Linked DNA regions of Mus musculus: region 1 is linked to region 2. The links are chromatin contacts, called in public Hi-C maps. All regions are on one chromosome and are shown on one strand. The core of a region is the stretch at or near the end of the contact, and the rest is flanking DNA. Distances in the headings are between cores, read along the strand shown.

Region 1 (5,279 bases), core at 206-2,705, 170 kb after region 2:
GGGCCAAGAAGCGGGAGTGGGTGGGTAGGGGAGCATGGCAGAGGAAGGGTGTAGAGAACTTTCGGGATAACATTTGAAATGTATATAAAGAAAATATCTAATAAAAAAACAATAATGTATAGTGGGAATTCTTATTATTTTAAATTTTATAGTGTATCTGTTTAAAGAAACACAAATTAAATCTCTGCTGTTTAATCTGTAATTTGCCATTAATTTATAGCTTTCTCTTGCTCAATGAAAATGTCAGTCATCAGTGTCTAAAAAGAAATGGCCTCTTTCCAGGTGCCTTGCAGGCTTCACATTTTCAGCTACTTTTTTTAAAACTGTGAAACATGGTGCCCTCTACTGGAGGATCAGAAAATGGCTGCTGAGCCTTGGTAAGCCTGTTCTTTGATCAAATAACAGTCAGGCCAAAGAAAAGACATAAGAAGATAAAATGGGATCATTCTTTTCTAAGAAAAAGTTATTTTTTTCACAGATTTATAAATTAGTGAAACAACCCTCAAAAAAGATGTTCATAGAGTTGTCAAACCAAACCCTTAATTTTTTAAAATTCATATAATATTCTTTGGTTGTATTTTTTCCTCCCAAACTCCTTCAGCTTCTCTCCACCTTCTTACCACCCTTTGTCTTATTCGTAATCAGAAGTCCTACTATTATTTGTACTGGGAAGTCACTTGTAGAGGTGGCAGCTGTGGCTTTTCTTATACAACCTCTTAACCTCTGGTTAGTGTTGAGCAATGGAGAGAGAGGGTCAGATCTGTACCACTGAAGAACTTCTGTTCAGCTACTTAACTTCAACAGGCATCAGTTTCCTCACCATGAATTTCTGGAAAGCAACTTTTGTAACCTACATCTCCAGGATGTGGCAAAGTATGGTGATATAATGTGCTCTGTCTTCCTTTGTGGAACAATTTTGTAACACATAATGTCATTTAAAACAAAGCTTTCTCTATGAGAAGAAAAAGGATAGAACCTTGGTTAAACTACAGTCCAAAGAGCAGAGAATGTGGCTAAAGCCACATAGGAAGCATGGGGCTACTGCCCATCAGAGTCTGTTCAGTGTTTGTATACAGCATTGTACCAAAGATGTGCATATATAAAGATTTACAATAGGATAAAGGCTTATGCTTAAAATCTCCTGTAATTTAGGTAACCACGCTTAAAATACATAGAGGTTTTCTTATATTAATACGGTATGGAAAGCACTTTTAGTTGCATCTTTTTATTTTTAACTATTTTAAGACTGTAATGAAGATTACACTCAATGTTTTATTATGAAAATTGGCATACTATAGAAAAGAAACAAACTATAAATTAAAAATAAAGCGAAGCATCCGTAATATTCTAAGGATATTTCAAACACTATGTGCATAAACTAGATGAGAAACAATTCAGCCCTTGAATAGTCATGGCCACAGAGGGAATAACATCATGATCTTGGCCATTACTGTTCTTTAGGGACAGGTGCTGCTAGGAAACAGAAGCATAAGTCTTCTCTACCATTTGGGGTGACCATTCTGAACAGAGAATGAAAATAATCCCCAAGTGGCAGCAAGTCCAGACCCAAGAATGGCTTCTAGAAACGTATGCCAATGATTATTCCTGTCTAAGACCAGCATTCACGTGGAAGATGTTCATGTCCTGATCATCTTAGCTGTTTATTCCCACCAATCACAAGAGTGCTGCATACTGCATAACTCTTTTGTTTCCCGTTGTGTGTTGTTCAGTATATTTATTCATTTAAAAATATATTCTGGGTCCATCACATAGAAGAGGCTGTCCTCAAGTCCTTACATCTAATTTTAGGAATTCTTTGCAAATTACAGACTGTTTACTCTCAAATTCCACCTACTTTCCTACAGTCAGCACTGATGTACCCAGTGGTGTGCATGTTGTGAAAATGTGTAGCAAAACTGTAAACATGAATTTCACCTAAATAAGGTTGTATCAATAATTAAGTTTAGGAGCTTGGTAGATAGCACAGTTGGTATAGTGCATGCCACACCAAGAAACCTGCCTTGGTAAATACAACACAGAGTAATCATCAAAGACACTGTAGTCTGACCCTTATTTACATACAAACACACTTTCACATGTACTTCCACTGGTACACACACATGTATGTATGCCCACACATATTGGAATATGCATATGCACAACACCACACACACACACACACACACACACACACACACACTCACACACACACTAGCATATATATCAAATTAACCTTGAGAATTAGTTGACCTATAATTATACCAGTCTATAGAATGAGATTTTAGTGTTTGTGCTTTTGAGCTTTTGTTTTTATTTGTATAAACTCCTGCTGTCAGACACAAAATATAAGTGAACTTCTATAACACAGGCACTGTACTGTTTTGATTGCTGTATGTTCAGGGCTCAGTTTTGTATCTGGTGGACGCTAGGTGCTAAATTGAAGTTGAGGCAGTAAATGAGAATATAAATAAAATTTCTGTGGTCAAAGAACAACAAATAGCTTTCTTCCACATTCATTTTTATATTGTTCTACTCAACTTCTCACCCCAGTGGCAAAATATCCAAGAAGGAAACAACATTAAAAGCGGGGGGGGGGGGGGGACGGGGATTTATATTCTTGGCTCCTAGTTTCAAAGGTTTCAATCTATGGTTAGTTGGTTTCATTGTTTTTAGGCCTGTAGCAAGACAGAACATCACTTAGGTAAAACAGTGGGGGAGCCAGGTGGCTTATATCATAGTGAGCACAAAGCAAAGAGATGGATGAGAAGTAGAGCACATGATGTACTCTTGTAATGCTTGACACCCTCCCAGCTCCAGTGATCTGTGACACTAGACAAAGTTTCAGAATCTAGAATTTCTACCAGTTGTAGACATTAACTGGCACCAATCTTTTGGGTGTCATGTAATGCCCAGAGGTCACATTTTAGATCCAAACCATAGCTTCTACAATTACTATTAAAAGAAGAAAAAATAAAAGAAGAGAACAGGAAGAGAAAGGAGAGGAGAGGAGAGGAGAGGAGAGGAGAGGAGAGGAGAGGAGAGGAGGGGAGGGGAGGGGAGGGGAGGGGAGGGGAGGGGAGGGGAGGGGAGGGGAGGGGAGGGGAGGGGAGGGGAGGGGAGGGGAGGGGAAGGGAAAGGAAAGGAAAGGAAAGGAAAGGAAAGGAAAGGAAAGGAAAGGAAAGGAAAGGAAAGGAAAGGAAAGGAAAGGAAAGGAAAGGAAAGGAAAGAAGCAGGTTAGAGAGATTACTCAGTGGTTAAGAACTGATTGTTCTTCCAAAGGTCCTGAGTTCAATTCCCAGCAACCACAGGGTGGCCCACAACCATCTATAATGGGATCTGATGTCCTCTTCTGGTGTGTATGAAGACAGCTACAATGTACTTAATAAATAAGACAAACAAACACATCTTTATAAAAAAGGAAAGAAAAAGGGCCTGAACTTGGCAGAAAGTCCCATGGTTTCCAGAGGACTCTCCACCCCACAGGTGCCCTAGCATCCCCAGGATCTTAGGATCACTGGTGAGTGGAACACAATATCTGTTCCAACAGAACTGGGGAAAATGGGGCTACCTAGAGCAAAGACACAGGAACCCTGCCCGATCATAGCAAGTCCTGTATATACCATCACACCAGAAAAGCAAGATATGGATCTAAAGTCACTTCTCATGATGATGATGGAGAACTATAAGGACATATATAACTCTCTTTAAAAAATGCAGGAGAATACATCCAAACAGGTAAAAGAATTGAACAAAACCATCCAGGACTAAAGATGGAAGTAGAAACAATAAAGAAATCACAAAGGGAGACAACACTGGAAATAGAAAACCTAGGAAAGAAGTCAGGAACCATAGATGCAAGCATAACAAACAGAATACAAGAGATAGAAGAGAGAATCTCAGATGCAGAAGATACCATAGAAAACATTGACACAACAATTAAATAAAATTCGAAATGCAAAAAGATACTTACCCAAAACATCCAGGAAATCCAGGATACAATGAGAAGACCAAACCTAAGGATAATAGGAATAGATGAGAAGGAAGATTTCCCACTTAAAGGGCCAGTAAATATCTTTAACAAAATTATAGAAAAAAAACTTCCCCAACTTAAAGAAAGAGATGCCAATAAACATACAAGAAGTCTACAAAACTCAAAATAGTTTGGACCTAGAGAAGAATCCCTCCCATCATATAATAATCAAAACACTAAATGCACACAACAAAGAAAGAATATTAAAAGCAGTAAGGGAAAAAGTTCAAGTAACATATAAAGGCAGACCTATCACAATTACACCTCACTTCTCACCAGAGACTATGAAAGCCAGAAGATCCTGGGGAGATGTCATACAGACCCAAAGAGAACAAGTATGCCAGCCCAGGCTACTATACCCAGCCAAACTCTCAATTACCATAGATGGAGAAATGAAAGTATTCTATGACAAAACCAGATTTGCACAATATCTTTCCACTAATTCAGCCCTTCAAAGGATAATAAAGGGAAAACTCCAACACAGGAAGGGAAACTATGCTCTAGAAAAAGCAAGAAAGTAATCTTTCAACAAACCTAAAAGAAGATAGTCACATGAATAAAATTCCAACTCTAACAACCAAAATAACAGGAAGCAACAATTAGTTTTTCTTAATATCTCTTAATATCAATGGACCCAATTCCCAAATAAAAAGACATAGAATAACAGACTGGTTATGTAAACAGGATGCAACATTTTGCTGCATACAGGAAACACACCTCAGTGACAAAGACAGATACTACCTCAGAGTAAAAGACTGGAAAACAATTTTCTAAGAAAATGGTCCCAAAAACCAAGCTAGAGTAGCCATTCTAATATCAAACAAAATCAACTTTCAACTTAAAGTTATCAAAAAAGATAAGGAGGGACACCTCATACACATCAAAGGTAAAATTTACCAAGATGAACTCTCATTTCTAAATATCTATGCTCCAAATGCAAGTGCATCCACATTCACTAAAGAAACTTTAGTACAGCTCAAAACACACATTGCATCATACAAAATAATAGTGGGAGATTTCAACACCCCACTCTCATCAATGGACAGATCATGGAAACAGAAATCTGAGGAAATCCAAAACATCATCAGATCCTACTACAAAATCCTACACTCAACACTTTTGGAAACTTTGGATGAAATGGAAAAATTTTTAGACAGATACCAGGTACAAAAGTTAAATTTCAGGATCAGATTAACAATCTAAACAGTCCTATATCCCCTAAAGAAATAGAAACTATCATTAGTAAACA
Region 2 (4,679 bases), core at 1,970-4,469:
CTTGGGGAACATGGAGAACAGGATGTATGTGAAGACCAGAGGAAGACATCAAATGACCTGCCCCATCATTTTTCACCTTATTTCCTAGACACAGATCACAGGATCTCTCACTGAAACTAGAACTACATTGGAAGTCAGTAAGTCCCAGCAATTGTTCTCCCTCAAATTCGCATGGCACTAGGGTTAAAAGCAAATGAATGACCACATCTTGCTTTTTACAGGAGTGATGGGAGTTGAACTCTGGTCCCCATGTTTATGTAAAAAGGTTCTATGCCCCAGTATAGGGGAATGCCAGGACCAGGAAGTGGGAGTGGGTGGGTTGGGGAGCAGGGGTAGGGGGTAGGAGATTTTTGGAGAGGAAACTAGGAAAGGGAATAACATTTGAAATGTAAATAAAGAAAATATCTAATTATAAATATTTTTTTAAAAAAGAAGAGATCTTCTTACTTTCTGAGTCAACTGCCTAGATCCCTTGACTAATCTTCTCTAATCATTTTTTTTCAATAGCTAGGCCAAGGGTTGTTATTATTCAACAATCAGCAGCAGGACTACGAATATTATATGGTTGAATGTTTGCCTAACACCCTCAAGGCAAATGGTTCAATTTTTAGCACTGAAAAAAGTGTTTGTTATTTTTCTTGATAGAATCTTTATGAAAAATTCTTTGAATTTCTATCGCAAATTATAGAAGTTACTTATAGACATACTTCCTTTCTATTTTAATTACAAGACACAGTATAGGCCTGCAAACCAGTAATGCAGAAAAGAAACAAATGGTTGCTATTTCACTGAGAAAAACACAATTAGTCTCCCTCATTTCCCTAGAAAAACCTGCCAGAAGTTGCCCATTTCCACCCACTCTGCAACCAACACAGCCAGCATCTGGTACAGAACTTTGACTTATTTTCTTCCCACTGAAACCTGGTAGCCATATACAAAGTCTAATAGCTGACTAACAATTTAGACGGTGTTTCTGAACTCTAAGCCATGCTAAGTGTTGTGGTTATAGCATAGTATGTAAGGCACACAATGGACACTGTGACAGGGTCTCAGAAGCTAAGTCCTAGCAGATTTCACTGCTTTAGTAGTCCTTTATCTTCTGGCATGCATGCACTTTACCAGTTGCTTTCAGTACATCATATCCAATTCGCTTAATTCCATCAATATTGACGGCCAGTGTGACATTCTATGCTATGAAATAATCACTGCTTTGGAACTGTTGTTATTAGATAACAAATAATTGTTTGCTATGGGGGCATTTCCTATGCATTGCCTCATGTTAAGACATGTCACTGTACCCTACTCTAGAAAGAAACTGCAGAAGAGTCTTTCCATTCTCTAGTAGCTGTAATAAAAATATTTGCATGCATGACTAATTGTCTACAACAGTGTTACAGCAAAGATCATGAGAATTTACATAATACTGAGATAGTATGCTGGTCAATGGGCAGATCCCTAAAGACCCAAGTTTAATCACAAGAAGCGATGAAGTAGGAGAGAAATGACTTCTGCAAACTATTCTCGGGCCTCCACATGCTTGCAATGCTGTGCGCACACACATGCCCATACCACCTGTCATGGTTTGTATATTCTTGGACCAGGGAGTGGCACCATTCGTAGGTATGGCCTTGTTGGAATAGGTGTGACCTGGTTGGAGTAGGTGTGTCACTGTGGGTATGGGCTTAAGACCCTCATCCTAGTTGCCTGGAAGTCAGTCTTTCACTAGCAGCCTTTGGATGAAGATGTAGAACTCTTAGCTCTGCCTGTGTCATGCCTGCCTGGATACTGCCATGCTCCCACCTTGATGATAATGGACTGAACCTCTGAACCTATAAGCCAGCCTCAAGTAAATGTTGTTCTTTATAAGAGTTGCCTTAGTCATGGTGTCTGTTCACAGCAGTAAAACCCTAAGACACCACCACACACTCAAAATAAATAATAAAATAGAGCATAAGTTTTTAGGAACAAAAGACTTTGTCTTAAATACGTAATAATGTTGTGATTGTATGGCCCTACAGAACAGCAAACCTTCCCTGTCTTTGTAAGTAACAAAGAACTGTATCCCATGTGTAAGAGAACACCAAAGTATTAAAGAACAGATACCAAATCTGGAGTTGGAGCTGCAACAAGTACCACCTCCTGCTAGTGCTTGCAATGACTGACAGTTGTTCTTGAGTGAATTTGCACTGGACAAACACGTATCAATGAGGAATAATATTTTAGTAATCACTCCTAAGTCCTCCAGACCTTTGATGACATTGTGGAGTTATCCACTCTCCAGGATATATAGCCTGAATGTACAAAGCCTGAATATTTCTACTCCCTTGCTAGCAGTTTCAATATAAATAAATAAATAAATAGGTGATATCTGAACTCCCTGGCATGGGTTAGGGAGACTACACATAGTCTACAATCCTACTCTGCCTTCACCACCGATAATGACTCTGGGCCAATAAACCCACTTATGCTTTTGATGTAATAAAATGTTAAGAACTTGTGTTATATTTGAAATGTAAATAAATAAAATAGCCTATAAAAATGTATGGTTAAAAAAGAATTTGTGTTATACAAAAGATTCAGATTTGTCTTTTTCGTGAGAGTTACAGTTTTCTTCAGCTTAGATCCTCAGTGCACCCCTTGAAACCCACTTGGGAAAGGGGGCCAGTTTCACTTCTGAAGGTGGACGTTATTTTGAATCTTAGATCAGAGCGGGCAGTGAGAGAACATTTCAAACAATGAGCATTCATTAGATCTTCTGTGAATTTATTGTTGCAAAAGCAAAATTTACTCTAAAAATACATTTTAAAGTAAGACTTAATAGCAACGGCCTTCTGTGTTAGTTCTATTAATTAGACTTTATAAGGCCATGTACACCTTAACCCCTTTAACCCCTGAGAAACAGCCATTATGACTTCTGCATGGCTGAAAGACTGACCCAAAAATAATGGAAATGATGCAAAATAAAAGCCTAATAATTCATAAAATTGGATGACCTGAATATTATAAAAGTGTGTTAAGAGCTGATAGAAATGCAAAATGGTGAGAATGTCAAAATGAGCAGAGAGACAAAAAATGTAATTATATAAACTATCCCAATACATGACAAATATAGCAATAAACAAGACCAGTCTCTTTCTCGGCCCAGTAAACTCACCTTCTAGCAAAGGCAAGGTTAGACTTTAGCAAAGGGAACACTCCAGAGCTTTTCTCCATTGGGAATTCAGTACTGCCAAAGTCCAAACACCCGCAGCCACAAAGGCCTGAGAATACAAACAATTACCCCATTCCATCGCCTGCACTGCTTTTCTAAGTAGGAGTTGATGGAAACACAACATGCCCATTTCTTTAATATGTTACGAGGCCTGCTTTCTTGGGGCAACCACAGTGTTAAGCAACTGTAACAGACTGAATAGAACTAAGGCTGAAACTATTTATTACCTTGAAGTTTATAGACAACATTGGCTGACACCTCACCTCTTACACTACAGGATGGCTGTTCACTGTGTCTCTTTGTCTCCCCAGTGCTGGTAAGTGTTCCTATAGGTAGGAAAAGTAACTTTGTTTTGATGTTTATTATAAGACAATTAAAAGAAACAGAATGGACAGGAATAAGATTAATCTCTGTGGAGCAAAAAAAAAAAAAAAAAAAACTTCAGCAAATACGAGTCCATGTTCCATCTTGCTGTGTGTTGATTTTGAAAACGGATCTAAAGTATCGCATTATTCAGCCTTAGTACTTCCTTTTGTGGTTGTTACTATGTAAAAATTATCAGTTGCCCCCCTAGGAAAATGACTAAATTTCCTTTCCCCATTGACATCAGGGTGAGCATATTTAGCACTTAGCCTGTCAGTTGTTTTACACAGTAAAAAGGTGGAGGTGAGCTAAGTCACTTCCAGACAACTGCTTGGAAAACCTGAGAATGACTGGTCCCTTCCTTTATTCTGAAATTTACAGAATGTAAATACATAAAGTTATTCACCAGCAACCTTCCTATAAAGGTGACTACAGATGAGCTGTAGCTCACTAATGAAAACCATGCTGAGTAAATACAAAATAGGATTGACTCGTGAAGCCATAGTGATCTGAGAGTTGATGCTAATGTGTAAGCAAGTTTATCCAGACGGCAGGTTGTACAGGTCCCTCGTTCATCAACATCAAATCATTCAAAGAGTTACATTTCACCAATGTGATACAAAACGCGAGGGATGCAATGATAAAGCAGAGAGAGGATTTCTCCGTGAAGGTGGTATACATATACTTTCACCTATTTCCCCTCTAACACCACAATAGTCATTCTGTTTAATTAATAGAAGTGATTATAAGAAGATTCTGAGGATGAAGACCTACTGGCTAGTGATATTGATTACCCAAGAAATTACATGATAGTGATCCCTTGAGTTTTATTTTTGCTTCCCTTTTCCATCCTTTGGAGCTAAAACCTAGAAGACAAAGAGAGCTAGGACACTGGCCTCCAGCGAGAAGTCAGGAGCCCCACCCCTGGGCTGATTCGTGCCACATTGCTTTATCCAACAATGCAGCACCCATGTCCTCCTTGGCTTCTTCTGAGAGAGGATAAGAGAAAGCCTACCTAGCAGTCAGGACTTTCTGCATATTCTAACCAGAACAAGCCCGCAAACTCCAATTTTGTGTCCATGTAGCCATTCCTTTCTCTCAGAAA

The links. A called contact is a pair of places that touch in the nucleus more often than the background predicts.
Region 1: a contact with region 2 is called in a Hi-C map of olfactory sensory neurons, with 4 times the contacts expected there. The contact joins two enhancer-like sites. A contact is called at or near these places in 3 of 39 promoter capture datasets (the C10 cell line, embryonic stem cells and hippocampal neurons), 7 of 15 datasets of contacts at CTCF or cohesin (embryonic stem cells, hippocampal excitatory neurons, large pre-B cells and 3 more), 188 of 484 Hi-C or Micro-C datasets (the 63-12 cell line, the AML12 cell line, the AtT-20 cell line and 90 more), 18 of 115 datasets of contacts at active chromatin or transcription factors (PVALB interneurons, astrocytes, a beta-TC-6 cell line and 6 more) and 3 of 9 other capture datasets (embryonic stem cells, embryonic tail and pancreatic islet).

The regions. Positions count from the first base shown.
Region 1 is chr1:97,018,831-97,024,109 of GRCm38.p6, forward strand. No RefSeq gene overlaps it. Among named protein-coding and RNA genes, the nearest start is that of Slco6b1, 24 kb to the left of the region's middle. Within about 2 kb of position 1,456, at least 9 of the 459 cell types and tissues checked have an H3K27ac peak or open chromatin away from gene starts, as enhancers often do. A contact at or near this core is called in olfactory sensory neurons, where this site is marked.
Region 2 is chr1:96,850,477-96,855,155 of GRCm38.p6, forward strand. The region is part of intron 2 of Slco4c1 (solute carrier organic anion transporter family, member 4C1); the gene reads right to left. Among named protein-coding and RNA genes, the nearest start is that of Panct2, 18 kb to the right of the region's middle. Within about 2 kb of position 3,220, at least 1 of the 459 cell types and tissues checked has an H3K27ac peak or open chromatin away from gene starts, as enhancers often do. A contact at or near this core is called in olfactory sensory neurons, where this site is marked.